2 separate regions of the Mus musculus genome follow, and region 2 is linked to region 1. The links are chromatin contacts, called in public promoter capture Hi-C maps. All regions are on one chromosome and are shown on one strand. The core of a region is the stretch at or near the end of the contact, and the rest is flanking DNA. Distances in the headings are between cores, read along the strand shown. Region 1 holds the start of Grid1 (glutamate receptor, ionotropic, delta 1). Region 2 has its middle 240 kb from the start of Gm25204.

What was found. Promoter capture Hi-C pulls out the DNA fragments that hold promoters and counts their contacts.
Region 2: a contact with region 1 is called in a promoter capture Hi-C map of hippocampal neurons, with 16 times the contacts expected there. The contact joins the enhancer-like site here to the promoter of Grid1 in region 1. A contact is called at or near these places in 8 of 39 promoter capture datasets (the 3T3-L1 cell line, cranial neural crest, hippocampal neurons and 3 more), 1 of 484 Hi-C or Micro-C datasets (cerebral cortex) and 2 of 115 datasets of contacts at active chromatin or transcription factors (astrocytes and stem cell-derived neural progenitor cells).

What each region holds. Positions count from the first base shown.
Region 1 is chr14:34,818,373-34,822,521 of GRCm38.p6, forward strand. Grid1 (glutamate receptor, ionotropic, delta 1) reads left to right here and starts at 1,764. Exons shown (of 16, transcript NM_008166.2): 1 at 1,764-1,934. The coding sequence starts at 1,856.
Region 2 is chr14:36,529,726-36,533,874 of GRCm38.p6, forward strand. No RefSeq gene overlaps it. Among named protein-coding and RNA genes, the nearest start is that of Gm25204, 240 kb to the right of the region's middle. Within about 2 kb of position 2,151, at least 1 of the 459 cell types and tissues checked has an H3K27ac peak or open chromatin away from gene starts, as enhancers often do. A contact at or near this core is called in hippocampal neurons, where this site is marked.

The sequences.
Region 1 (4,149 bases), core at 514-3,013:
ACCATGTCCCCTCATCATAGAACAGTGCTCTTTGATGTCGCATAGCCCCATTACCCCTCTGGTCAGCTGAGACACTGCCTAACAACAGCTTCCAGGACCCTTCTGGCCTCTCTGCACAGACTCCTCGCCAACCCTTTAAAAGCTGAATTTGCCAGTGACAACTCAGTGGCTGGCAGCTTCACACACACACAAATGCACGTTCCCCACACAGTTCTTTCTTCTCTTCCTGTTTTGGCTCACTAGCAGCACCAAATGCCTGCAAGCTTCTCCTCCCTAAGTAGCCTTTGGAAACTATCTTCTTCTTTCAGAATCCATAGCTGCCTTTCTCCCTTAGGCTGGGCCAGAGCCCAGGCCCAAAGCTCCTCAACTGTCCTCTCCACATTTTTTAATGACCTGTATGGCCGTCTACCTTTCCTACGGTGCTGGGAGCTCTAGGCAAAGCTGAGCCTATCTTGGTTCTTTGAACCCAGTGCTCATCCTGGCGCCCAGTTCTGCCAGACTCAGCTGGACCCGGTTTCCGAAGGAATCAGAATCCTGGAGGGCTCAACTGTTTCCCTGAAATCTTAGGTGTGTTAAGTGGAGCCTCGTCCAACTAGGACCTGGGTGAGAGAATTGAGACCGGATTGCGACCTCGCCCCCCCCCCCCCATCTCTCAGCAGCTTCACGGGGGTGGTCAGCCAGAGTCAGGGAACCCGGAGGCGGCGGGAGCCCCGCTCTGCTTCCGCGGCTGGGAGCGAGCTTTCCTCCCGGGCTCGCTCTAGAAGGCTTCGTACAGGTCGCTGTCTGAGAGCGCCGGCCGCTTGGAAGGCTCCTCACGTCCAGGCGCCGCGGTCACGGCTGCGCCGGTTTCCGGCCATGAATTGGGCTTCAGAGTCTGAGCCTCCTGCCCGACTCCGGGCTCAGTGCACCGCCCCGGGGGCGGGGGATGGACGCCCGCCGAAATCTACCCGGACAGCCAGGGTTCGAGCCCGCCGCCCGCCCGCTAAGCATCCCGATGCCTCCTGGCTCGGTGCCCCGGTCTGTAGTCTCTTTGCAGGCTGCATGAGTCGGGGGTCGGGTTCCGAGACCCCCTGATCCGTTCTGGTCAGGGACAGGACTGCAAAATCTCGGCTGAAGTCCCCCAGCGCCAGCGAGTTCCGAGTTCCCCCTCCCCGAGGGTAGTCGATGGCTGTGCCTACTCCGTTTCTCCAGCGAACCCAGAGGCCGGGCCCACACGGCCAAGCCTAGGCTCGCCGCAGACAGACCAAGTCCCCACCGTGGTGCCGTCCTCGTAGCATCCCCCGGCCGGGAGCGCGGAGCACCGGGCGCCCCCTCCGAGCGGGCGAGCGGCGCGCGGCTAGGCTAAGGCTCCGCAGTCACGTGGTGGAGAGGAGGGCGGAGGGGAGGGAGGCGGGCGGGAGGGGAGGGGGAGCGCCGCCGAGGGGGAGGGGGAGGGGAGGGGGCGTCCTCCGCAGTTCGCTCCTCGCCTGGGCTCAGACACATAGCCAGCCCGGAGCCGCCGCGCGGGCCGGGCCGCCGCCGCCTCTGCCTCTGCCGCCCCCAGAGCCGCTCGAGCCGCTGGAAGCGCCGCCGCCACAGCCGCGGGCCGCCCCCGCCGCGCCGGCCTGGGCTCGGGCTGCGAGCGCCGCCGCAACCGCAACCAGAGCCGGCGCGGGAGCCCGAGAGCGCTGGGCTGGGCTGGGCTGGGTTGGGGCGGGCGCAGGGCGCAGGGGCGGGAGCGCGGGGGAAGACGCACGGGCGGGCTCGGCTCTCCCGGGGAGCGGCCCGGGACTGCACCGGGACCGGCGCCTCCCCGCTCCGCGCTGCCCTCGGCCTCGCCCCGGGCCCGGGCGGATGAGCCGCGCGCCGGGGGGACATGGAAGCGTTGACGCTGTGGCTTCTTCCCTGGATATGCCAGTGCGTTACGGTGCGGGCCGACTCCATCATCCACATCGGTGAGCTGGGAGAGCAGACGGACCGAGGCTGGGCGGGGGCCACCTAATAGAGCCGATGATGCGCGGAGTCCAAACTTAGCGGCTCCCCGGGCCGAGGGGCTCGGCAGTCGGTGTTCCCCCGAAGGCCCGCGCCGCCCCGCGGAGGAGCTGTGCTCTGGCCGCTCGGCGCTCCTGCGGGCACCTCGCTACTCCCCGGGGCTCCTGTCAGTGCGCGGGGCCCCGCGGCCTCTGCCGACACTTAGGGCCGCGGCTGCGGGGAACCTGGGATAGACCCTTGTCGAGATGCGTGCCCCTGGCGGGGCTGTCCGCGGGCTGGACCCCTCGTCACAGCTTGAACATTGGGGCCAGGGTCGGATAGGGCTCGGGGCTAGCTAAGTTGGCAGGGCAAGATCAAAGAGGCCAAAGCGGAACCATGTGTGTCTGTGGATGGGTGCTGTCAGCGTGCCAGTGTGTATGCACCTGGCACGGGGTTGGTGTCACTGTGAGAGGGCGTTGGGGTGTGTGGGGCCATCTGAGCTTCTCAGTGCGACTGTCGCGTTCTGTCAGCCTGTTAGAGTGGACACAGTGCTTGCCCGTTTCTCGGTGTGTGTCTGTGTAGCTCTCGGTGTGTGTGTGTGTGTGTGTGTGTGTGTATCTGGTTGTGGCAACTGCAGCCCAATCCTGGACAGTCCTAGAGTTTCTGCCTGATATAAGTCTTGGGGCCAGCGTACAGTGTGGATGGTAGGGGTGAACGGAAGGAGCATGGATAGTGGGGTGGGGGGCGCTGGATGGAGAGGAAGAAGAGGAAAAGCAGAGGAAGGGGAGACCGGAGGAGGGGTAGTGATCAGGAGTTTGGAGCAGAATGGCTGGGATCTCGAGAAGTTGGGCCCGGTTGGGGGACTAACAGCGGTCGCTTATGGGGGAGCCCCTCTGCAGTCGCCTTTCCGGAAGTTGGGAAAGACCAGCTAACACGGATAAACTGGGGGTTGGGAGGTGTGAGGAAACGTGGCTGATGTTACCCGCGGAGCAGAAGGTGGAGGGGATGACAGGGACAGAGTCTCTACTCCAAGGGCTGCGGCCTCCCCTCTGGTGCCGGTGCCGGGCCAAGATCCAAACGTGCTTCCCGCCCAGGAGCCAGAGTGGGTCTCGCGGTCAGCATTGCGGCTCCAGTATAGTGAGGAATTCGGGAGCCGAGTCCTTTTCCTACCCAGCTCTCGGCTCCAGGGCAATTAGAAGGCCAAGCAATAGGACCTTGGCAATGACCCTCGGCGCCTGGTAAAGGGGCTGTGGGGGGTCAGTGAGGACCCCAGAGCAGCAGTCCAACTGATCTCCGCTATAGGGGCAGGGTCAGGGAAGCTGTGTGCCTAGTGAAAGCGTCAGGTCTGCCAGAGCTCCGGATGAGCTGTTCCTGCTTCTAGAAGGGCCATTCAAGAGTGGTTTCTTCTGGGACTCTCCAGTCTTGCTAGATCAGAATGTCTAGGGGTTTAGGATATAGCCCCACCCCTTTCATACATACAGGAAGAGGAAGTGAGAAACGAAGAGCAGAGGCACCAGGCCTGGTAGCATCTTGACCATACAAGATTCTGGTTATCAATGCCTTCTGCTTAAAGAAAAAAAAGTCTTTGGTGCAGGAGAGCCGGCCGGCCGTGGACCACCTTTTCACTTCTGCATTTGCCAGGGAATGCAAAGGAAAAAAAAAAAGTCATCACTCCATTCTGGAATTGGGATAGGGGAACCTTATCATTTTGGAGAATTTACTCTGGTTCCTGGGATGGGATTTATGGGACCACATCAGGTGCATCTGAGCAGGAGGCTACCTCAGTCTCTTACTGTATGGGTCATGGCTGGGACATGAGGTGCTTTGCTTAAGAAGCACATGTGACCTGATGGTAGCATGTGGGCTATGAATGTGTAACTTATGTCAACCGTGCACGTGTATGATGTGGCGAGGGGAACACACCCCGTTTGGGTTATGATGGGAGATGTTTAAACTACCCAATCAACAATCAGCACAGAGTCTTGAGGCTAGTGCCTCATGCCTGAAATCTCTCTACTTGTGAAGGCTGAGGCATAAAGAATCACCATGAATTGAAAGCATCTAGGGGCACAGAAGGAGAACCTGTCTCAACAAAGCATTATAAACCAAACCAAACCAAAGTCTAGCTCAGTCCTCCCACCACGTGGTACCCAGTGGTCTGACCCTAGGGCTAAATGAACATGGGAAGGGTTCCTCTCC
Region 2 (4,149 bases), core at 901-3,400, 1.7 Mb after region 1:
CAGACAATGTCATCCAAAGAGGTAGTGAGCAACAGCAGATTACATTAAGTAAATGTGGAAAGAGCGAAAGCCAGCTAGAGTCTGCCTGTTCCATTGTTCCCAGAAACTATGTCCATGGCTGTCATTAACACTTATAAACCTCAAAGTCCAACTTCTTCTTCACCTTTTCAACATAGATTTATAGCAGTGACTCTTCAGTGGGCTTCCAGGACTTCACACTGACCACTAACTTGGTACACTTTTATATACTAAATTTTGTATGACTTTTCTTTTGTAGATGTAAATAAATGTTTACTGCAGGTAAAGAGGATGCTCACAAACCAAAGGCAGGATTCTGTCCAAGTCCAGCTTAGTGAACAATTAATTTTGGAGAGCATTAATGTCAAGAGCAGGAGAGACTGGAGATAAGCTGTATCATTACTCTATGTCCGAGGAAGCTTATGTGCAGTGACACCACTGGGAAATCCCATCAGCAACATGGGATTGCATAAAAAGAAATTCACCACTGAAGAATCTCCTCTCAGTAATTTGCAGCCTCTCTGCAATAGACACTCTTAACCTGGATGCCTAAGACTCATAGTTCTCCATATCTCAAAGCAGATCCCTAGCAGTCCCCTTCCTGAGTAGCTCCTTTGTTGTTCAAAGATTTTCAATTCTAGGCTAGCCAGAGCACAAGAATATGAAAATGCTCAAGAATATCCACACGAGATGACCTAATTTCAAAATACTACCATCATTTACAGAGGTTTGCTGGGATGTAGGGACCCACTTTACTTAGAAATAGACTTGACCAAGCTTAACCTCAAGTTATGCCATGTGACCTTGATTGAGGGGCAGCAAATGATCAGGTGGTGGCACACGCCTTTAATCCCAGCACTCGGGAGGCAGAGGCAGACGGATTTCTGAGTTTGTGGCCAGCCTGGTCTACAAAGTGAGTTCCAGGACAGCCAGGGCAACACAGAGAAACCCTGTCTCAAAAAACAAACAAACAAACAAAACAAAACAAAACAGGTTTATAGGTTAGAAAGACGGGTTTCTCACTGTCTCTCATAGGTCAGTAGCCATCACGTTTCTCTGCCTCCAACACCTCATAAAACTACTCCTGATTTCATCTATAATGTGCCACTGGTAGAACTCAGAGACCATTGAGTTCTGCTGAAAAACAATCTCTTGTGCAAAAGAATTGGCACAGGAGGTGGATGTGCCTCAGGCTGTCCTGAAGGCAGGAAAAGAAAATTGTCTTTATACATTCCAAGGGACACAACTTGAGAAGGACTCTTTGTAGGTTTCTGATTTCCTTTAACCTTGTTGCTGTATCCACTCCACTCCAGCCAACCATTCCCATGTATCTGGCTCCTGTCTCTTCCTAAACTCTTTGATTTTACATAGAAATATGGGTAGACTTTTTATTTAACTCGAATATATCTTTGGGGAGATATGTCCAACCCCCAAAGTATGAGATGGCCTGACCCCATTTCCCATTAACCTAAAAGATTTTTATGGCACTCTCTTCCATTACTCAGTCTTCCCTTATGAAGATTATATAAAGATGAACATCATCATCTTTGTCTCTTCACACAGTCTTGACCCAAGCTTTTCAAGGTAACCTAATTTCTAACAATTGCTAATGGAAATTACAATGAAATCTGAATGAAAACAATGGCTGATCATAGAAGCCCTACCACAGGCAGAGCACTCTGGTAATCCCATACATTTGTTCTTGTTTTGTAATCTGCACAATAGCTGCAAGATATTGCTGTTATCACTCCCACTTTGCATGGAAGGAGTTCACTTAACATCACAAATAACAGGCAGAGCCTATAATTGTTCTCAGCCTAACCATTCTGAGAGAGTCAAGGCTCATTCCCCTCAGAGCTCTTCTGTGGTCCAAAAGCATCCAACTCACCCAGGTTGGAGTTCAGGCCTAGTACTCCCTCTCCTGTCATTCAAAGACATCAGCCCCTTCACAGGGGAAGGTGACATTTGCTACTAGAGAGCTGTGTGTTGTGTGCAGTGAAGCACATTCCTTATCATTATTTTTTTGAGCCAGGTTTTTTTTTTCCCATTTTTAATTATAGACTAGAGGGACTGTGTGTTCCATGAACAATCATCTTACTGACATGTCATTCTGAAGCTTGGCTTCCTTCACCCTGACACATGCTGGTTATGAAATACACCATCGAATAGAGTCATAATGAAGTGAGGCTGGGGAAAGATTAAATTGGAATCTGAACTAATGCCAGCTAAGAGACCCTACCTCCATTTTATTATTATTATTACATTTAATAAACAATCATTCATGCTCCTAGGAAAGGGAGACAATCAAAAACACCGCAGGGGACCCATAAAGGAAATGCTTTAAACCTTGAATAAAAGCATGTTTGTTCAAACCCAGAGCTGGTCTTTTCTTTTATTATTCAAAATTAATGCCGTGGATTCTTGAGAACATAGAGGCTCTGATAGACATAAAGGTGGAACTTGAGTTTTCAGGGAGGAGGTCCAGGCACTCCTCTCCTCTCCTCCTGCTAGAACAGACTTCCTGGTTCCAAGGACAGAATCTGCTTCCGTGCAACATGACTACCACCTGATGGGATAAGGAAACTACTCTGTCTTCTAAGGACTTTAAAATACTCTGATCCCCTATGAGGAAAGTGAGCAAATCCATCCAGAACTAAAGAGATTAGCTATATGCATGAGCACCTCAAAGAATAGATGTCACCCCAACTTAAAAAAGGTAGAAATAGGCTTAAACATCAAAGCAAAGTGTAGTCGAAGGTTAAGCTATTGTTGTTAAACTATTAATATGTCTGAGGAAATTATACATGTGGGAAGACATTTATCTCTATGGAACATAGATAAAAAAGACACCGTGAGCCATAATGTACTGATATGTTGCATTTTATCTAGCACAAAGAGAGATGGGACCCAGCTCAGGAGCACCTAGAAATTGCTTCATCTGAGAGCCCTACCCAGACTAGCCCATGCTAGAATTGTACTTGCTTTTAGACAGTGCTGAGGATTGAGCCCAGGGCCTTGCACATATTAAAGAAATACAGTGTCAGAGAACTACATCTCCAGCTTCAAGCACTACATCTTCCCATCCCTATCTGGGGGGTGCCGATACTCAGCAAGATTCTGCACTGAACCAGAATGATCTGAAGAGATTTTATGATGTGGCTACGTACAAAGCTCTGGGCTGTATGTAAAATCCTCATGGAGTGACAATATTGCCTTCCTTCCCAGAAATGAAGGTAGGTGAGAATGAGAACTGGTATAAACAGGGAAGGGTAGAGCCCACAAGGATGGCTTAGCTGGAAAAGAGCCTACAGCCAAGCCTGAGTTCACTCTCCTGGATCCACATGATTGAAGGTGAGAACTAAGTCTGTAAGTTGGCCGGCTGCCCTTTAACATCCATATATATATATGCCATGCATGTATATGACTACAGGTGTTCATGAATGTACTTGTACACATACAAAGTGAATGACTAAAAATGTAGAAAAATAAAGTACTCCCTAAAATAAAGCAAGAGAGGGAAAAATGAAATGGAACATTATAAAAATGTAAACACCAAACTAGGCACAAAACCCAAAATATGCTAAGGCAGTGGCAACACAGAAGTTGTGGGCCAATGTCTGATTTGTCTTAAGGCCCAGTCCACAAGAGGGAACCCAAACCTGACACTGCTTGGTGACCAAGAACCCTAGACCTAAGGTAAAACCAAACAGTAGTTGATTCAAACATGTTTTTAAACTAACAAAAAACATTATTCCAAATAATATTCAGCTACATTCATAAATCAGTTTCTTATTCAGCCATCATCAGAGAACCTTCCTCCTGTAGCAGGTAGGAACAAATACAGAGATACACAGGCAAACATAACACAAAGAGAGACCTTGGAATGCACAACTTTAAACGGATGTCTCCATCAAATCTTTCCTCTCTGAGCTCAGGGAAACCAGTGGAAGAAGAGACAGAAAGATTGTAAGAGCCACAGGGGATAGAGGACACCAGGAGAGCAAGGTCCGCTAAATAAAACGAGCAAAGCTCAGATAAACTCAGAGACTGAAGCAGCAGGTCCTGTATACATGCAATGTCTGCATACACCTGACAGTTTTCAGTGTAGGATTTCGATGGGTCGCCTGAGGG